Regions from separate parts of the Ovis aries genome. Here region 1 is linked to region 2. A link is a contact called in public Hi-C data. All regions are on one chromosome and are shown on one strand. The core of a region is the stretch at or near the end of the contact, and the rest is flanking DNA. Distances in the headings are between cores, read along the strand shown.

Region 1 (3,661 bases), core at 63-2,562, 190 kb after region 2:
TTTGTTAATAAATATTCACGTTGATAAAATACAAGCTGACCTCACATTCACAGTGACTCCTGGGGGCATTTGCATTTTTACAGTGAACTCTGATCTTAGCCCTGAGATGACTCACAAAATCAACATCTGTGGTGTTAGGACCTGGAAGCTAACTGTAAATGGGACACTCTACCATAGTCATCATTTTCTGCACTTGCTTTGGCTTTGTATATGTAATTTGCCCACTGCGTTGGATTCAGTGTGTTCAAGGCCATGGCGGTTTTTGGAATGGGGGCTCAGAAATGGAGACAGAGCCTTGGAGACCATTGTCCAGGAATCATTGAAAACAAGTTGCAGCTATTGTTTTAACGCCCCTTGGAAGAACACCTTGAAATTACTTCCCATCTAACCTCTCAAAAATATTTTAAAGTAAGCTTCATTAATCATGATTAGGCTCTTTCCTAGGCCTTGTCCCAAAGGTCTGGTAAGCTTTAAATCCCTAGTGACACCTGCTGGGCAGACCTCAGCTCACTGCTGCAGGCTCCATCGGCCTACCTCTTCTTTAACATGCAAAGCTGCAGGCTGAGAGGTAAGGGGCTGGCAGGCAGCCTCCTCAGCTCACAGCCAGTCTGCTCATTTCTCTTGCAGGTGACCTTTGCCAGGACTGTACTGCCCTGGAGTCTTCCCAGTACTTTCTCGGGGGCTTGGTGTTCAACCTGTCCGGCCCCCAGGAAAAAGCAGGGATTCATCAAAGTTAAGAGACAGAGAAGGAGCAGAGAGAGGAGCAGACAGTATCCGCCCCCACTTCCAGCCCCAAGTTACTATACGGTTGCTTCTTTGTCTGAAAACTCCGAGGTGAAAGATGCTACTTGAGCCGTATGTTTTGTTCCAGCACAAACCCAATTATGCTATACTTGCTTATATCTGAACATATTGGTTTATCTTACATAGAGTTTAATTGATGCAAACTTGAACTTCAGTATGTTAGATTTTCTGAGAAAACACCATGCCTGTGGATTTAGATTGCTGTGTTTTTCTCTGAACAAAGCAAAGAGGAGCCAGGCAATTACACCTTAGGTCTGTTCCTTTCTTCTGGATTCACCAGCCATTACAAAAATAGTGTTTAACCTCTTGTCGGACTACCTCTGGTGTCCTTTACTGTCCAATTGCAAAATTTCTTGCAGAGCCAACATCTGCCTCCTTGGACAGATCAACTAGTGTGCAAAGTCGGTGTTAGCTGATCAAGCGTGGCTTTGTTTGCGCTTATTCACAGCGCATCCAGCACTGCGTAAGTGGTTTTGCATATTAACTAAGTGCACAGTAACCTTCCTTTCCCTCCTCAGAGCTCCACCCCCTCCCACCAGGCCTCCTCGGGAAATCAACACTGTTACTCACTGAGGAAGCTGCCAAGAGGTTGCCATGGCAACTGTTCTGCTTTCAGCAGCTACTTTTCTGGTTTGAAGGTTGGGGGGGGGGCGGTGGGGGCGGGCAGGAAAAAAAACTGAGGAGAACTAGGCAGCTTTCTGATCAGAGTTCAGATAAAGAGGGTCACAGTCATTTGCGGGCGCCGCCTAAAATAACCCCGCGGATTTGACAGTTACAGAAAAGAAGCAAATAGACAAATCCAAAACGTAAGTCCAGTGGAAGGACAAATGTCCAGGTATTTGGAAGTGGTCTTAGGCGGAAGCATTGCCAGCAGATATCAGTGCATCTCATCCAGGATGCAGTTTTACGAGTCTTTTCATTTTTGTCCAGAGCCAAACAAAGATAATGGGTTTTATTAGATTATAAACAGCAAGGGGGTAAAACAGCCCCAGAATGGGAATGTAACATCTGAAAGTCATTTTCTAAAACTTCATTCAGCACGGGAACAATGCCGCATTCAAGCAGTATGAGCGAAGGACGCGTGGTGCGCCAGGTCAAGCCAGTGACCCCTGAGCTCCTCTCTCCCCGAGTGGCTTGCCAAGGTTGGCCTCGGAACAGTCTCCTTTCAAAGGAAGGGCTGGGATTAGGCAGGGAAAGGTGTAAAAAGTCAAAAAGACTGCTGGCTTTCAGCGACAGACAGACACAGCTGTGCTGAAAACTGCTCCAGACACCTGGTTCCTGGGGTCTCAGCAACTCCTTGTGAAATAGCCCAAAATTTTCGGTGGTCCCTGGAAAAAAGCTGTCGGGGCTCGGGCAGGGCCAGTTCAGGAGGGTGGCAGTGAGTTCGACAGTCTACTCCCCATCCTTCCTGTCTCCATTCCTCCCATCCCCAGCGCACACCTGCTCCCCACCGGCCAACCAGCTTCTCAGCGTTGCTCTGGTTCACCTTCTCTTGCATTATTTATTCGGCGGTGATAAAATTGTAGTGCTCTAGCCGTCCACAGACAAGCTACTATTTTCTGTAGAGGTTTATTCAGAACCCAGTAACAGCTACAAGACCCAGATAATTTAAAGGCATTGTAAGTTACAGAGGCAAAACACATGCAGAGTCTAAATGGCTTGGTAACATATAGGGTCATGTTGGTGGCATTGTCATTAATGTTTGATGACAAGATTATTGATATTAAGGGCATGGCAACCCACTCTAGTATTCTTGCCTGGAGAATTCGATGGACAGAGGAGCCTGGTGGGCTATAGTCCATGGGATCGACAGTACCTGGAAGTGACTGACACTTTCACATTTTCACTAGGATCTCAGAGTCAACACCTCTTTAAGGACATGGAGCATGTTTGAAGTAAAAAGAGCCAGCTCTTTTTATGTAACAACTTGTTTCTGACCTGAAATTTTGGCCTAAGGTTTAGTCTGAACATTTGTGTCTCCCCCACCCCCAGCTTCATATGTTAAAATTCTAACCCCCAGAGATGATGGTGTTCTCAGGTGGCCATTGAGGGGGTTTAAGTCATGAGGGTGGGGCCCTGAATGGGATTAGTGCTCTTATAAAAGAAACCCACAGAGGTCCCTGTCCCCTTCCACCATGTGAGGACCGAAGGAGGAGACAAGGAGAAATCTGTACCTGGAGAGGTCCCTCACCTCACCCTGATCTCAGGCTTCCAGCCTCCAAAACTGTGAGAAATACGTTTCTGCTGTTTATAAGTCACTCAGTCAGAGGCAATTTGTTTGTGTGTTAAGTCGTTTCAGTCATGTCCAACTCTTTGTGATCCTATGGACTATATAGCCTGCCAGGCTCCTCTGTCCATGGGATTCTCCAGGCAGGAATATTGGAGTGGGTTGCCATTTCCTACTCCAGGGGATCGTCCAGACCCAGGGATTGAACCCACATCTCTTACGTCTCCTGCACTGGCAGGCAAGTTCTTTACCACTACGGCTAGCACCACCTGGGAAGCCTTAGGAGCCCAAATAGACTAAGACACTCCAGATTGTGGCCCATATTATAGTTTGTCAACATTCTGAAGACCTTTCTCACTTGCAGTTTTAAAATTTGTCTTTGACAAGTAGACTCATTTTGAGGTAGGAAGGAAGAGGTGACAACAGAAGGAAAGAAAATATAAAATTCAGAAAAAAAAATTGCCAAAGCCAATTTACTCTAAAGCAGGATTCAAAATTTTACATGGTTTGTGTTGTAGGTGGTCTTCACAAATGACAAGAGAGAAGTTTGAGGATGTAAAGGAAATAAAGCCAAAGATCCAAAGCATTTTATTCGAGCAGAGCTGTGTAGACCACTACAAGCTGGTCTAG
Region 2 (3,597 bases), core at 236-2,735:
AGGCAAGAAGTGGCTCCCAGGCCGGCTCCGCGGGCTTCCCGCCCGGGTGGCCCTGCAAAGTTGCCCCTTGTCAACTCCGGCCAGGTCCCCCGTAATTGAAAATAACAGCCTCGGGTCAGCCCCCCGGCTACTTCCACAGACCAGGCACTGTAGCAAGTGACAGTTACACATCATTACGACCAGAGACAATAATGAATGTGGCACCGGGACCACTATTCATGCCAGCAGTGTCATCTCCGCTTTAACCCCTTCCCCTCCGCTCTCTCCAGTGCACACCCACAGCCCACACGGCCCGGTGGGGCAGCTCGTCACCCAACTCGCTCTATTCCTGGGGGCAAACTACTTCCACAAGCTCCCCCCCCCCAACCCCCAATTCAGCCCTGGTGTTTTATTTCCCATCCTTGGCAACTGTCAGGCAAACACTGCAAACAACAATTCCACTAGGGATAGAAAAATATTGCTTAATTCAAGCTACTTGATAAGTTCTTTTTAAAAAAATGGGGTGGGGGGGAGAAATCTCCTTTCTTCTCCACGAATCCAACCGACGCTACTTGCTTTGCAAAAGCGTCGCCCTCCCTCTCGCCCCCCCGCCGCCCCGCTTCCCAACACTTTCCCCCTTTAAGAACACAGACCAACCAAAATGACTTAACTTGAGCAGATGACAGAAGAAAAATAAAACACATTAAGAGACTACGGTCTGATCTGGGATGGCACCAGGAAAAAAAAAAAAAAAAGAGGAGGGGGTTGTTTATTTTGATAAGAAACAGAATCGGCACAGACCTGAACAGAAGCTGCAGAGCAGGAGAAATTGTTTTCTTTCCCTCACCCAGAGTCCCCCTCTCTCTCTCTCCCTTTCTCTCGCTCTCACACGCGCGCGCGCACACACTCACGCTCACACACACACACACACACGGCGTCACCCGCGCACACTCACACGCACACTCGCACACGCACGGGCAGAGCCTCTCAGCTGCTCTCTGCAGTTCTCAGGAAATGAATGGGGGGCAACCCAGGGAACTGTTGTACTTGCAAATGACTTACCCGGATCACATGATGCGCTAAATGTAGGGTGGGCCGGTGGGTGGAGGCTGCCGAGACGCGAGCCCGGGTCTAGCGTGGGGAGCCTCGCCAGGCCCGCATCGAATTACCCCGGGGCCCAGCCGAGGGGGTTGCAAGACGCCGCTTCTCCTCCCTTGCAGCCCGCAGCTCAGGAAACCGGAGAGGCGCGGGGGGATGGGGTGGGGAAGGGTGGGGTAGGGTGGGGTGAGTTGGGGGGGCGGGTGGTGAAAACACCAAACCCCCAAACAAAAGAGCTCCGGGTCCTCCTCCCCAGAAACAAAGCCCCGCCGCTGCGGGCGAGCCCCGGGGTGGGGCCGAGGGCGGGGGCGGCGGCGGGGAGGGGCTCGCTCAGCAGGCGCTAAGTCGCTTTATTGCCATAAAATGGGGCCCCCGAGCCGCTCCGCCCGAGGATTAGGAGGCGGGCTCTGAGTGTGATGGTTGAAATCCCCTGTGGGAAACTAACCCCTCCCCGCTCGCAGAGGTAGAAGGCAACACCCACTGCCCGGCCCTCGCCTCGCCGCCCGGGCCGCCGGCTTGGGGGGTGGGTCCGCGGAGCCTCCACCCCGCCCCACCCCGCCCCACCCCTGCCCCCGCCCCCCGGCCTCGGCCGCGCTTCGCGATCACCTGCACCACCTTGCTGCGGCACCCAAAATAACCCACACATGGCCAACACTGCCTTGGGAGCCGCGGGGCGCGAGGGGCCCGCGGGAGGAGCCCCCGATTTCAACTCCTCGGGAGCGGACTCGCGCGGAGCCGCCAGAAAGTCCCCTCTTTTGTGCCAGAGCGCGCTAGGCTGCCTTAGGAAGGGAATTTGGAGACAAATAAAGCGCGGAGCCCGCTCGGCCCACCCCTCCTCCGCCCCCGCCGCTCCCCTCCCGCCCGGGTGGAAACGTGCGGGGAGGGGGCCGGGCGCCCGAGCCGTCCCCGCGGCTCACCCACCAGCTAACTTGGAAAGGTGTGGGCGGAGCCGGCTCCAGCGGCCGGCGGCGGCTCGGGACCGCTCGCGGGGACCGCCCCCGTGGCTCCGGGCATCGCCCGCGCCGGGCAACAATGGGGTCCCGGCCGGGGCGAACGGGCGGGAGGTGCCCTGGGCGCGGGGGCGCACGCGGAGGTGGGGCGCGCGCAGGGCCGGGTGCGGAAGGCGGTGGGGAAATCATTGTTTGGGTTCTCGAGCGACGCAAGTTGCGGGCGAGGCGAGGGCGTCCTCCCGCGCAGCGCTTCACCTTGGCGGGATGAATGGGGGCGAGGCGGAGCCGCACGCCCGGTTCCGGAGCCCCGGGAGATGGGATGCCCGCCCTCGCTCGGAATTTGGGCAGGAAGCGGGAGCTGTAGATACCGGCCAAGGGGCTGCGGGAGAGCGGAGTCCGGCCCTCCCCTCCTCGCTCCCCAGAAGGGAGCCCCGAGAAGCGAGCAGCCCGGAGCTGAGTCCTTGACGCCCTTCCCGAGGGTCCCTCCCTCCTTCGCCGCTTCCGCGCCCCGGAGAGCGGATCGACGAGATTCTGGGGCGGGAGAGAGGGGAGGCGGGCAGCGCGGCCCGGCTCTCCCGCGGCGGCCCAGAGGGCGCGGGGTCAGCGCGGCTGCGAAGGGTCGGCGGGGGCAGGGCGGCGAGCGGACGGAAGCGGGCGCGCTGGGAGCGGAGCGGGCGCGGCGGCGATCGCGTGCGCCACTTTCTTGCAAAGCTGGGTAAGCGCGCTGGGGCGCCCGAGTGGCCGGACACCCCGGCACGGCGCCCCCGAGCCCGCCCTGCGTGGGAAACCACCTCGGCAGTGGGAAGGCCTCGAAGGGGAAGTTTATATTAAGGAGAGAAAGATTTGCAAATGTGGCACGAAGTAGGGGTGGGAAGAGAAACGAGACAGAGGCCGAGAAACAGGAAATGAGACCGAAAGGACGCATTCGAGCCAGGAAAAAGCCCAGTTCTACATTTCGTGTGGCGGTTTTCCAAACACTTCTAGAGGCCCTGTGTGCGTTATTCATGAAAACAAAGGCAGCGCACCGCCTGCTTGTGTTCCATGCCTCCTGCCTCCTCCTGTATGTGAGAATTAGGCAAGGCGGTCCAGCCCGGACGATGATTCCACAGTCCCCTTCTACTTCTCCAGTGGGCCTGCGTCTGAGACACATGAGAGCGGGGGGTCTGTCCTGGTTTTAGGATTTCCAAGAGCCAGTAAGTGAAAGTGGCTGAATAATTGTACCCCAGTCCTTGAGCGAAGCATCCTTAGACTAGGAAAGCATAGGGAGCAGGAAGGTGATGGAAGGCCACATTCTTAGACGTGGATGCGGCCAGGGAATCAGGAACCCCCCAAAGGAAAATGGAACCTGGGGGCTGACGGGCGCTCCTTGGGGCGGGGTCTCTTCCGGGGAAAGCAGGCCAGGACCCCACCCCCTAGCTTGATCCTGGACTCTGGGTAAACAGCCCTTTACATTCCTCTGCATCTGGATAAAAACGTGGTCAAAAGACAAGTTTGAAAACCGATAGTACATCAACAGACACACAGTAATTAATCGGAAAACTTGGCTCTACTAGAAATAGTGCAAAGTTTT

Evidence for each region. A called contact is a pair of places that touch in the nucleus more often than the background predicts.
Region 1: a Hi-C map of hypothalamus shows a contact between it and region 2, with 2.9 times the contacts expected there. The contact joins the enhancer-like site here to the promoter of KLF12 in region 2. A contact is called at or near these places in 2 of 16 Hi-C or Micro-C datasets (hypothalamus and mixed tissues).

Annotation. Positions count from the first base shown.
Region 1 is chr10:49,816,924-49,820,584 of ARS-UI_Ramb_v3.0, forward strand. No RefSeq gene overlaps it. Among named protein-coding and RNA genes, the nearest start is that of KLF12, 190 kb to the left of the region's middle. Within about 2 kb of position 1,313, at least 17 of the 54 cell types and tissues checked have an H3K27ac peak or open chromatin away from gene starts, as enhancers often do. A contact at or near this core is called in hypothalamus, where this site is marked.
Region 2 is chr10:49,624,303-49,627,899 of ARS-UI_Ramb_v3.0, forward strand. KLF12 (KLF transcription factor 12) reads right to left here and starts at 1,486. Exons shown (of 10, transcript XM_060394530.1): 1 at 1-1,486.